Linked DNA regions of Mus musculus: region 1 is linked to region 2. Evidence: chromatin contacts called from public promoter capture Hi-C data. All regions are on one chromosome and are shown on one strand. The core of a region is the stretch at or near the end of the contact, and the rest is flanking DNA. Distances in the headings are between cores, read along the strand shown. Region 1 holds the start of Pithd1 (PITH (C-terminal proteasome-interacting domain of thioredoxin-like) domain containing 1). Region 2 holds the start of Gpatch3 (G patch domain containing 3).

Region 1 (7,086 bases), core at 3,279-5,778, 2.4 Mb before region 2:
TTGAAACCTTCAAGCCCCCCTCCCCCATTGACACATCTCCTCAGACAAGGACACACCTCCTAAACCTTCCCAAACAGTTCCACCTACTGGGGACCAAACTATATGAGGCCATGGGGCCATGTGGAGTGGAATCATTCAAACTACCAAAGCCTCTCCTCTCTTACTTGTCTTTGTTCATGTTTCTTATCACAGGATTAAAAAAACAAACCAGACCACTGCACAGAAAACCAGGAAACTGAATGACATCATGTTTCTTCAATATTCTGAATGAGCCGGGCATGGTCGCGCACGCCTTTAATCCCAGCACTTGGGAGGCAGAGGCAGGCAGATTTCTGAGTTCGAGGCCAGCCTGGTCTACAGAGTGAGTTCCAGGACAGCCAGGGCTACACAGAGAAACCCTGTCTCGAAAAACAAACAAACAAACAAACAAACAAACAAACAACAAATTCTGAATGAATTTATCCACAGCCAAATAACCAGTTTCACATCTTCAGTACCATGCGCCATGTGTGCCTGTGTGGCAGCCAACCTCTGAGGTGGCCTCTGACGAGCTCTGCCATCTTTATGATGCAGTTTCTCACACCCTAAACATGTCTGCCCCCATGGAACCATGGGCCACTGCAGACCTGACAGCGTGGGATGACCAAGCTTAGCTCATAAAAGACACTGTGGCTTCTTCTGCCTTGCCTTGTCTTGGGTCACTTGCTCTGGTGACAGCCAGCTACTGTCAGATTATGGGTCCACTTGAAAAGGAAGCCAGGCCTGCACAAACTTTCTCTCACCTGAGTCTTCTACCTTGGACCTTTAGGTGACTTCAGGCTCCTGAGAGACCTCAAGTCAGAAGCCACCCAAGGAAGCCACGCCCAAATTCTTGACTCAGAAACTGTGAGATAATAAGTCTTAATTGTTGTTTGACGCCATTAAACCAGGGAGTTATATAACCAAAGAGACCCAGTTTTAACTGAAGGGAGGTGGGCAGACCTCAGGTATTTTTATAGCCTAAGCAACAAAGCCTGTCTCTCCATCTTTGAATTTGGACTCATCTATGAAACTGGTTTTGACTAGGGAATCATAAACAAACCACAGAAGCAGAGGTTAAAAAGCGACTGTGCTTAGCCAGGTGTGGCAGGCAATCCCTGGGACCCCAGTATGCAGAAGGTGGGGGTAAGAGGAGTGAGTTGAAGAGGCCAGCCTGGGCTATCTAATGAGCCTCATTAGATACAAAATACAAAACAGGTACCAACCAGACTACAGATCAGGCCAAAAAGGTGGTTCTGGTTCAAGAGTAGAAATGCTTGCCACCAAGTTTGATGACTGTGTTAGATCCCCTGGAATTTATATGGTAGAAAGAGAGAACTGACTCCTGTGAGTTACACACACACACACACACACACACACACACACACACTTTAAAAAGTAAAAAATGTGATCCTGGAAATTTGGTGAACTCCTCTTATATCTAAGCTAATGTCCTCCCTGCTAGCGCCATGGGTCCCACATCCCAGATAGCCAGCCTAACTAGACTCAAGGTAATCCCAGACTTTCAGCGCCTGAGACTGCAGCCCAGGAAAGAGCTACCCAGCTAATCACAGACTGATGGGAGAGACAGTGCTGTTTAGAGCTCCGTTTGGGGTGAGTGTTCAGCCTCTAGCTAATTGACTCAACACAAAGACTTCTGGGTGTCGCCCCTTTCTCTCCTCTAGGGAGTTCTGGAAGGATGCGTTTCAGGATTCCTATTGGTTGATCGCAAAACTGGGTCACTTCCTAACCTTGTCTGGACTCAGCTTAATTCACCTCTTTCGGTCTCTGTTTTCAGCATCTGCAAATTGGAGATCACCCAAGTTTGAGCCCCTCCCCCTTAAAGTTCAGGGGAGCTGGCTCGTGGGGAAAGTAGGATCCTTGTTCAGATCCCAACGCCCACGTGAGAGCTGGACTGAGGGCCTGTGGTCCAGTGCGGGCTGAGGGCATGTGTCTGTGGCCCAGTGCGGGCTGTGGGGTCAGGAGGACTCTCCAGGGAGTCACGGCCAGCCTGTCTAGCTGAAACAGTGTATTTCAAGTTCAATGAGAGACCCTGTCTCTCTTGTTTTAAATATTTATTTATTTTATGTATAAGAGTACACTGGCTAGGCAGGGGGGTGGTGCACACCTTTAATCCCAGCACTTAGGAGGCAGAGGCAGGCAGATTTCTGAGTTCTTGGCCAGCCTGGTTTAAAGAATGGGTTCCAGGACAGCCAGGGCTACACAGAGAAACCCTGTCTTGAAAAAACAAACAAAAAAAGAGTACACTGTAAGCTGGAGAGATGGCTCAGCACTTTTATATATATGGTGAGTGTTCTCATCATATATGTATAATAAATAAAATGTATATGAGTACACTGCAGCTGTCTTCAAACACCAGAAGAGGGCATCAGATCCCATTACAGATGGTTGTGAGCTACCATGTGGTTTCTGAGAATTGAACTCAGGACTTCCAGAAGAGCAGTCAGTGCTCTTAACCACTGAGCCATCTCTCCAACTCTGACTTTCAGTTTTTTTGACTTCGACTATGAAAGTCATTCCATGTGAACACAAGACTCAAAATGGAAATCAAAGGTCCTTGTCATATCAGATGGGATGGCAGCCTGAGGGTAGGGGTTCAGTCACCTGCCCAGCACCACACTTCTAGTAAGTACCAGTGTTTAGACTGCACAGAGGTAACGAACAAATTGGATACTTCACCTGTGTTAGCCATTCACTGCACTGTGTTGTCTGTTTTGGTTTTGAGACAGGGTCTATGTGCCTAGTATGGCCTTGAATGTGAGATCTACCTCTCCATTGCCATTGCTGGTCCATTGCCGGCTTTCCAGCAAAAATCACCACACCCATGTGTTTTGCTTGTTTGTTTTTCAAGACAGTTTCTCTGGATAGCATTGGCTATCCTGACACTCATTTTATAGACCAAGCTGGCTTCAAACTATGAAATCGGCCTGCCTCTGCATCCTGAGTGCCAGGACTAAAGGTATGTGCCACCACCTTACATGTTGAGTTCTTCTTTTGCGGGGGGTGAGGGGGTGTTTCGAGACAGGGTTTCTCTGAATAGCCCGGGCTGTCCTAGAACTCACTTTGTAGATCAGGCTGGCCTCGAACTCAGTCTGCCTCCCGAGTGCTGGGATTAAAGGTGTGCTCCACTGTGCCCGGCTTCTTTTTTTTTTTTTTTTTTTTTTCCCTTAAGATTTATTTTATGTATATGAGTACACTGTAGCTGTCTTCAGACACACCAGAAGAGGGCATTGGATCCCATTACAGGTGGTTGTAAGCCACCATGTGGTTGCTGGGAATTGAACGCAGGACCTCTGGAAGAGCAGTCAGTGCTCTTAACCACTGAGCCATCTCTCCAGCCCACATGTTGAGTTCTTGAATCACATTCTTCCCTTACTATTCAGTGTGACTACTCAACAGATACTATCCTGCCCACGGAACAGAGAAAAATGACTCAGAATAGGAAAAGGTGATATTTTCCTAGTGTCACACCGTCAGGGACAGACCCAGCATTCTCACCCCAGGTCTGGTGGTGAGTATACCTTCTATCAAGAAGGTAGCTATGGGCTATGAAGATGACTCAGCGGCTAAGAGCATTTGCTGTGGAAACACAAGGACAGAGTTCAAATCTCCAGCAGTCACATAAAAGCCAAGCACAGGCCCAGCAGCAAGCCCAGCTTTGGAGGGTGGAGCCTAGAAGCTCGCTGACCATTTAGCCTAGTCTAAATGGTGAGCCTCGAGTCCGGTGAGAGACTGCATCAAAAAAATATGATGCTGCTGAGCAGGATGGCCCATGCCTTCAATCCCAACGCCCCGGAGGCGGAGGCAGATGGATTTCTGTTGCGTTTTATGCCAGTCTGATCTACACAGTGAGTTCCAGGCTCAGTAGATAGTTCCAGCCAAAACTAGGTAGTAAGACACTTTATTAAGGGAAAGAGCGCGATAAGCCACAGAAGACACCAAATAGATAGATAGATAGATAGACCCATGATAGATATATAATAAATGTAACTAATTAAATCTAACACCAGATTTGGTGGTGCGTGCCTTTAATCCCTGAATTTGGGATTTGGAGGCAGGAGGGTCAGGAGTTGAAGGTACATAGATCATCTGAGGTCAGCCTGGGGCACATGAGAAACTAGCTTAAAAATATGGAAGGAAAGGCGGAGAAAGGAGACAGAGAAGGAAAAGAGGCGGGAGAAAGTAGGGGGTAAACAGATGAGGTTAACAGGGCGTCAGGGGGAGAGAGGAGGCAAGCTTTGCTGTGCTGTCGGCCCCGCCTTATCCACCACGCCGGAGAAAGGTGGCCGCTAGGGAAGAAAGCGCACGCTTTGGCTCGGGAGGGGAGGATTCGCGTCCCTGCCACGCGTCCCCAGCCCTACAGTTTCCACGCTTGAACGGTACCACTGAGCGACACCGCCAGCGTCCAGCTCTGCTGGCGCAGGTCCACGTCAATCCCTCCCGGCCCCGCCCTCTGGGCCGCGCGCGCATGCGCCGCGCAGGGGCGCCTTTTACGACGCCTCGGTGGCGGCGCTTGGCGGTCGTCGCGGAGCCGAGTGAGCTCCGGGTGAGCGGCGGTGCCGAGGGAGTCACAGGCGAGCCGGCGGGCGGCGTCGCCATGTCGCACGGCCACAGCCACGGCGGGGGCGGCTGTCGCTGCGCCGCTGAGCGCGAGGAGCCGCCCGAGCAGCGCGGCCTGGCCTACGGGCTGTACCTGCGCATCGACCTGGAGCGACTGCAGTGCCTCAACGAGAGCCGCGAGGGCAGCGGCCGCGGCGTCTTCAAGCCGTGGGAGGAGCGGACCGACCGCTCCAAGGTGGGCGGCCCGGGAGCCCCGGGGCCTCGCAGGGTAGACAGACAGGGAAACTGAGGCCCAGAGGAGCAAGGTGGGCGCTTTACCTCCCTTCCGAGGCGGCGAGGGCATGTGAGGGAGGAGAGCAGAGAGGACTGCTGTCTCTTCCTCTGACCATTGGTCCAGATGGCTGTCCGATGGCCTCACCTGGCCTGGGGTCGCGATCCGTACTTCTAACCTGGAACCCAGACCCCTTTGAGAGCCATTTGAAGGTTCTCCAGAAGGGTACACAGAAGCACTGGTCTTTTGAGTTCGCAGCCTGGGAAACCCCCATTAGAATCCCTCTAAGAGGGGCCGTGGTGATTAGAATATGGAGACTGAGCAGCTCCCAGCTATGAGGACCTGGGCGCGGGTTGTTGGGACAGGTCCATTTGCATCGCGACTCAGTTTGTAGAACAGGGAGGCCAGATGCCTGAAATTGTAGTTTCTCAGCAGATATCTGTTGCTTCCTCCCCATGCACCGCAGTTTGTTGAAAGTGATGCGGACGAAGAGCTCCTGTTTAATATTCCGTAAGTATCTCCTTGGCTCTTGCCTCAGGCAAACTGGGCTGTACCCAGTTGTCTCTTCGGATGACTTCATTTGATGGCTATGTCAAGAGTGCACACCTGTGTCTAGAAATGGGGTAGATTTTCTTTGGTGGGTTTGAGAAAGTAAGTATAGGAGCTTGTGTGTGTGTGTGTGTGTGACTACACATGCATTTGTCGAATTATAATTGAGGTGATTACATTTCTTGGAGGTATGGAATGACAGGGTCTTTGAAAGGACTACAGGTGGCAGATGAGTCAGCTGAGCTAAAAGGGAAGGGTCTTGTCAGAGTCACATGGCTGCTGGTCCTCAGGGTTCAATCCCAGGTAGACAACCTTCTCTTTGGAATTCTGGCAGGTTTACGGGCAATGTCAAGCTGAAAGGCGTCATCATAATGGGCGAGGATGATGACTCGCACCCCTCGGAGATGAGACTGTGAGTAGTGAGGGCTTCGGCCCTCGGGAGACTCCCACCTAGCTTTTGCTGGTATATTTTATTCCAGGGATATGGAGATGGCTCAGTGGGTTAGAGGGCTTGCTGCATCAAGTATGGGGGATCAGAGTTCAACAACAGGTTGGCCTTGTTCTTAGTTACATTGAAATGCATGTAGTGCTTCTTGAATTAATTACATAAATAATTTAAGATGTATGTATATGTGTGTGTGTGTGTGTATATATATACACATATACATACACACACACACACATGCGCGCATGCGCCTTCATTTTTGTGACAGGATCTCTTGTTTTCTGAACTCCTACCTCCCAAGTTACAGATGGGTGCCACCATGACGTTCCTTTGAGACAGATTCTCCTTATGTAGACCAGGCTGTCCTGGAAGTCACAGAGATCTGCCTTCCTCTGTATTCTGAAAGCTACCCTACCCAGCTGACTTTTTTTGTGTGTTGTGTGGTGCTGGGGATAGAACACTAGGCCTTGTGAGTATGAGGTACCTGCTCTACCACTGAGCCTCATCCCCAGCCCGATGACTGTCTTGGTGTGAACATCCTTGGGGCCAGCTGCTTATCTCTTCCAAGTGCTGACATGGCACCATTCACTGAGAGAGTGCAAAGCTGAGGCCGGCTGGTGATGACTTTGCAGTTTCCTTAACCTAGCTGCAGGTCCCAAACGGTCTTTTTCTTTTTTAAAAATATTTACTTATTATTATACGTAAGTACACTGTAGCTGACTTCAGACACACCAGAAGAGGGCATTAGATCTCATTACGGATGGTTGTGAGTCACCATGTGGTTGCTAGGATTTGAACTCAGGACCTTCAGAAAAGCAGTCAGTGCTCTTACCCGCTGAGCCATCTCTCCAGCCCCCGAATGTTCTTTATGGCTCCTCTCACTGTACACAGTTCCCATCTTTACGCTGTTGTGCTGATGTGGAATTGCTCCATCCGCATCTGTGTGGCTGCAGCAAAGTTCCAGATCTGTTGTTGCCGCCATTGGTAATCCTCCCTTCTGGAGCGTTTGCCTGATTCTGAAAGAAGAGGAATCTGTTTTGTGAGTTCTGAGAAGATACTGAAAATTGTCAAGACAGGGCTAGGAGCATAGCTCAGTCACTAGCTTGCTTGCCTAGCAATCACAAGGACCTGCGCTGCACCTCAGGCCTCGGGTGAAAATGGTTATAGAGTGTGCTTCTGATAACCCCAGTGCTGGGAAACAGGAGACAGGAATCCCTGGAGC
Region 2 (6,286 bases), core at 1,677-4,176:
GCGGTTAAGAGCACTGACTGCTCTTCCAGAGGTCCTGAGTTCAAATCCCAGCATCCACACGGTGGCTCACAACCACCTGTAATGGGACCTGATGCCCTCTTCTGGTGTGTCTGAAGACAGCTACCATGTACTCACATACCTAAAATAAATAAATAAATCTTTAAAAATAAAAGGCTAACAAGGCAAACGTGATACAAGTTGTTCTCTGACTGCCACACTGGTGTTGTGTGTATCCTCTACCCGACAAATAAATGTAAATGTGACTCAGGGTCTGTCTGTGCATATTCGGAGTGTGTATTCCCAGAGGAATACACAAGTATCTTCAATACTTGCTTCCCGAGGACCAGCTTTTATTGGTACTAGAATAGAACCATTACCACGCAACTGTATTCTGATCCTGAGCTGTCACATACTGCGCATATCTGGTGTTCCAGACACAAATGATTTTTTTTGTTTTTCTTTTTTCTTTTTTTATTTTTTTATTTTTAAGATTTATTTATTTATTATATGTAAGTACACTGTAGCTGTCCTCAGACACTCCAGAAGAGGGAGTCAGATCTCGTTATGGATGGTTGCGAGCCACCATGTGGTTGCTGGGATTTGAACTCTGGACCTTCGGAAGAGCAGTCGGTGCTCTAACCCACTGAGCCATCTCACCAGGCCCACAAATGATTTTTTTAATGTGCACTAAACACAGAGGTGTTTTGCCTCTGTGTGTGTGTGTGTGTGTGTGTGTGTGTGTGTGTGTGTGTGTGTGTGTTGGATCTGCTGGAACTGGAGTTACAGAGGGTTGTGAGCTGCCATGTGGTTGCTGGGAATTGAACCTGGGTCCTATGGAAGAGCTGCCAGTGCTCAGCCATCTCTCCAGCCCTGATTTTTTTTATTACAGTTTCTTTCTTTCTTTTTTTTTAATAAAAGGTTTTATTTATTTATAAGTACACTGTAGCTGTCTTCAGATCTCATTACAGATGGTTGTGAGCCACCATGTGGTTGCTGGGATTTGAACTCTGGACCTTGAGCAGTCAGTGCTCTTACCTGCTGAGCTATCGCACCAGCCCCCTACGTTTTGTTTCTTTACTGCGGTGTGCACATTACAGTGCACCTATGGAGGCCAGGATATAGCTTGCTGGAGTTGCTTTTCTCCTCCCACTATGTGGGTCCTGAGATCCAAGTCAGGTCTTCAGAGCGGGTAGCAAGATAAGCAATCTTTCTTGGTAGCAAAGGATTGTTTTGAGAAGTCCATAAGAAAATGATGGGCTGATCAAATATGGTGGCATACACTTATAATCCCAGCATGGGAGGCACAGGCAGGAGCCCAAGGTTACTTCTTTTGTTTATTTATTTTTGAGGCAGACCCTGTCTGGTCTGAAACTAGACATGTAAACCAGGCTGGCCTTGAATATAGAAATTTGATTGCTTTTCCTGGGATTAAAGGGGTTCACTACCACACCTGGCTCAAGGTCATTGGAACTTTCATAGAGTTTGAGGCCAGCATAGATTACATGAGAGAGACACACACATAGAGAGGCAGCTCATGCTGTATGTCTTGATAAGACATTGCTCCTAAAGATTCTGCTTAAACCATAGCCGGCATATGCACTCGAGTGTGTGTGCACACGCGCACACGCACACACGCACACACACACACCTCTTTCTATGAAACTGTTTAACTTTGAGCTGATACCAGTTTTTCATTTTTGTTTTGTATGTTATTTTTTTAACTTTTGAGACAGGGTCAGAGCTAGATAGTCTTGGCTGTCCTGGAACTCACTTTGTAGACCAAGCCAGGCTAGAACTACAGAGATCCATCTGCCTCTACTTCCCAGGCACTAGAACTAAAGGCATATATACCACCACTATTGCTAATGACTCTTTAGGATGAACTGTTTCAAAATAATTTATTTAAACCTCTCCATCTGGCATTTTAAAACACCTGGCTTCCTTTTCCCCAATGGACACACTTGTGCCCAGCCCCTCTCTGCTGCCCCCAGCTCTTTCCTCTGCAGAGCCTGTCTTCCAGTCGCTAGGTTAGATTAGAAGAAACCAAGTTTCCTTTGTGCATTTCAAGATATGGTTCCTCTGTGTAGCACTGGCTGTCCTGGAATTCGCTCGCTCAGAGATCCTCCTGCCTCTGCCGCCTGAGAGCTGGGATCAAAGGCGTGCCTTAGCGCACCGGGCTCCAAATATCCTTTTTAAGAAATCATGTCAGTACAAAAATCACCACCCTTAGGGAAATGGTCCTTAAGAGGGGATACATTTGAAACTTATCTATACAGATCTCAGTTGTTTTGTCTGTTTTGCCTTGTAAGTCCTTGAGTAAAAACATGCAGATTGGGCTGAAAACTTGTAGCTTTGTCCAGAACTAACTTAAGCTCTAAACAGTGATAACCTATCTTAACCACCCAGGCAATGCGCCTCTTTTCCAAGGGCCGTGCGTCCGGTCCATTCTCTCCCCCTTACCTGAAACCTCGGTGGGAAGCCTAAGCCTGCGGATGAGACAGCGACCGGGAAGCCAGGTCCCCTGAGAGTCCAGCCACCGGCGACCGGAGTACATGCGAAGCAGCCGCTGGGCTTGCGCCGCTCCCCTCACCGAGACGACGCAGCAGCAGGTGCGGGTCTGGGCTGCCGCAGAGCCCCGGGCGCGGACAGCGCGGGCATCGGAGGCCGGAGCCTGGGCGAGAACCGGATCCTCAGCGGCGGGGTCCGGGCCAGCCCGGGCCGCCTCGGGACTCGCCTGCGGAGGGCCCCTCTCGGGCCGGTGCCGGTAGTGGAAGCACAGGAAGCCTCCGCCGCGCTGTTCCCGGAACTGGCTAAAGTAGCTCCGTAACTGAGCCGAGCGTAACACGGCAGGGATCCCGCTCACCACCAGGTAAACCGGCGACTCTTCGTCCAGCTCCCTGGGCGACGCCATCTTGGCCTGTCACATGATTGCTTGGCGTCCACTCTCGCGAGAGCACCACGTCTCGGATGCTGGAGTTTGGTCAATGTGGCATCGGTGACCGTTTGGTACTTGAAGTTTCGTTTTAATTGCTCTTGGGCCGAATCTGTGTTTCCAGCTCCACAGAAGATGGAAAACTCGTGCGATGGGCTGGGCTGTAGCTCAGTGATAGCTGGTCCAGCGTGTGAGAGGCTCTAAGGAGGAACCAGTGTAGAGCACCGGGATGCTGAGCGGGAGGTGGCGGAGGTCTGATGCAAAACTGGACTCTACAGTACCAACCCAGCCGGGCGTGGTGCCTCACGCCTTTAAACCCGGCACTTGAGAGTTAGAGGCAAGCAGGTGTGCGTGAGTTCAAGACCAGCCTGGTCAACATAGTGACTGAGACGGGGCTATGTCGAGAGAGCCTTTCTCAGGGCGCGGGACGGGGGAGATGAAGAGATGCCCCGGCAATTAAGAGCTTTCGCTGCTCTTACAGAATACTTGGATTGGATTCCCAGCACCCACGTACGAGGGAACTCTCCCATACGTAACTCGTTTCATGAGATTGGACACCCTCTTCTGACCTCTAGAGGCACATACGTGTTGCACATACATACATGCAGGCAAAATTCTCATGCACATAAAATTATCTGTAACAAACCGGGCGGTGGTGGCTCACGCCTTTAATCCCAGCACTCAGGAGACAGAGGCAGGCGGATTTCTGAGTTCGAGGCCAGCCTGGTCTACAGAGTGAGTTCCAGGACAGCCAGGGCTACACAGAGAAGTCTCGAGGGAAAAAAAAATTTTTTTTGGTTTGGTTTGGTTTTTTTGTTTGTTTGTTTTAGATTTATTTATTTATTATATGTAAGTACACTGTAGCTGTCTTCAGACACACCAGAAGAGGGCATCAGATCTCATTACGGATGGTTGCAAAGCAGTTGTTGGGATTTGAACTCCCGACCTTCAGAAGAGCAGTTGGTACTCTTAACCGCTGAGCCATCTCTCCAGCCCTCAAAAAGATTTTTTTTTAAATGTACAAATACATGCATAGACATCGAAAACTATTCCCAGAGATCATAGGCGAAAACCATATTGCCAGCTTCGGACGACCTCCGTACAAGGCGTTGAGTCCCTCACAAACAAACAGTATAGCTCTTGTGATTGTGTGCAGTGTTCAGGAAGGCCAGAGGAGGGCGTTGGAGCCTCTGGATCCATTTTTTTTTTATAAAGATTTATTTATTTACTATATGTAAGTACACTGTAGCTGTCTTCAGACACTCCAGAAGAGGGCATCAGATCTCATTACGGGTGGTTGTGAGCCACCATGTGGTTGCTGGGATTTGAACTTTGGACCTTCGGAAGAGCAGTCGGGTGCTCTTACCCACTGAGCCATCTCACCAGCCCTGGATCCATTTTTAAATTCATAGCGAGTGCAACTCTGCCCAAAAGTAGGCCCTTCAATTTCCTGTCATGGAGGAGGGGGAAGGCTCATGAGATCGCACCCCTCTCTAAGAATTTTTATACAGTTGATGGTTGATGGTGGGTGTAGGTGTTTCTGCTCAGATGAAAGGGTAATCCTAGAACTCAAGGGGAATGGTACCCAGTGGAAGGGCATCCTGGGGCATGGGAGCCCAGGGACCTTACGGCTCTGAGAGGAAGTCTCTTCCTCAGCAGAAGCATTGCAGCTCCGAGGGAAGGGGATCCCCAACTGAACTCAGGCGCTCAGGAGCCTCAGCCCCAGTCCACATCTTTACTTTTTGTCTTCATGGCTTCTTGCGACGAGAGAGTCACACCAGGCACCAAATCTCATGAAAGAGATGTATTGGAGGGTCCAGCATGTGGAGGGCTGAATCCAGAAATGGCTGCCCTCTGCTCCTGGGCGAGGACTGGACAAAGGGCAGAGCTTATATGGGCTTGCTTAGTGGAGGTGCTTTAGCAGGGCAGAGATTTCCAGATGTAGGATTGGTGGAATTTTAAGTCCTGAGCTTGGGGCGCTCAGAGATTGGTGGCTTTTCTCACCCCTTTTCCCTGCATCGGGTCCATGGATTAAGGTGGGAAGTCCTTCCCAGCCACAGCTGGCTTTGGCTGAGGCGCCATCTCTGAGGAGGCTGGAGTGGAGTTGTGGCCACCGTGGACAGCTCCTGCTGAGGTGGGAAAGAAAATGCTCCTGTGATAGTTGCAGGGTGAGATGTCGTGTTTGTTTGGGTTTTGGTTTTGGTTTTTCGAGACAGGGTTTCTTTGAATAGCGCTGGCTGTCCTGGAACTCACTTTGTAGACCAGGCTGGCCTCGAACTCAGAAATCTGCTGCTTCTGCCTCCCGAGTGCTGGGATTAAAGGCGTGCGCCACCACGCCTGGCAGGAGCCGCCATTTTTGACAGCTGCTGTCGGGGCATAGGGAGAGAAGGAGAGGCTGGTGGCGGGCACTTTGAAACATTCTATCCTGGGTGGATAATCCTTATGACTCTCCAAGTAAACAATGGAGGCTGGAGAAATAACTCAGCAGTTAAGAGCCAGAGGACACAGATTCAATTCCTAGCACCCACAGGGCAGTTCACAACTACCTGTGACTCCAGTTTCAAGGGATCTTCTGTCCTCTTGAGGGCGCCAGGTATGCACATGATCTACTGATAAACTTGCAAGCAAGGGCTGGCAAGATGGCTCAGTGGGTAAGAGCACTAACTGCTCTTCCCAAGGTCCTGAGTTCACATCCCAGCAACCACATGGTGGCTCACAACCATCTGTAATGAGATCTGATGCCCTCTTCTGGTGTGCCTGAAGTCAGCTACAATGGGTTTTTTTAATTTTATATATATATATATATATATATATATATATATATATATATATATATATAATTTTATTCGAGACAGGGTTTCTGTGTATAGCCCTGGCTGTCCTGGAACTCACTCTGTCTGTAGACCAGGCTGGCCTCGAACTCAGAAATCCACCTGCCTCTGCCTCCCAAGTGCTGGGATTAAAGGCGTGGGCCACCACTGCCTAGCTGCTACAATGTTAATATATAAATCTTAAAAAAAAAAAAAACAACTTGCAAGCAAAACAAAACATACAAAATAAAAATTAGGGTAGAATTTAGAAAAGTAAACAACTCACAAGTCTCAGTTCCTAAAACATACAAGATTCACAAAGTCCCCTCCTCAAGTATATATGAGCAATAAGGACTGCTGGAGAGAAGAGACTTTCTAACCTGTCCAGCTGCCTTCAAGTTCAGCAATGAACTCCAGGGATGCAGCTTTTGTAAGTCATGCTGGGGTGACTTTTCTTTTCTTTTCTTTTCTTTTCTTTTCTTTTCTTTTCTTTTCTTTTCTTTTCTTTTCTTTTCTTTTCTTCCTTCCTTCCTTCCTTTCTTTC

Evidence for each region. Promoter capture Hi-C pulls out the DNA fragments that hold promoters and counts their contacts.
Region 1: a contact with region 2 is called in a promoter capture Hi-C map of cranial neural crest. The contact joins the promoter of Pithd1 here to the promoter of Gpatch3 in region 2. A contact is called at or near these places in 2 of 39 promoter capture datasets (cranial neural crest and neutrophils).

What each region holds. Positions count from the first base shown.
Region 1 is chr4:135,984,686-135,991,771 of GRCm38.p6, reverse strand. It overlaps Pithd1 (PITH (C-terminal proteasome-interacting domain of thioredoxin-like) domain containing 1), which reads left to right and starts at 4,528. Exons shown (of 6, transcript NM_025411.4): 1 at 4,528-4,834; 2 at 5,337-5,380; 3 at 5,754-5,831. The coding sequence starts at 4,637.
Region 2 is chr4:133,571,385-133,577,670 of GRCm38.p6, reverse strand. Gpatch3 (G patch domain containing 3) reads right to left here and starts at 2,926. Exons shown (of 7, transcript NM_172876.2): 1 at 2,461-2,926. The coding sequence starts at 2,911.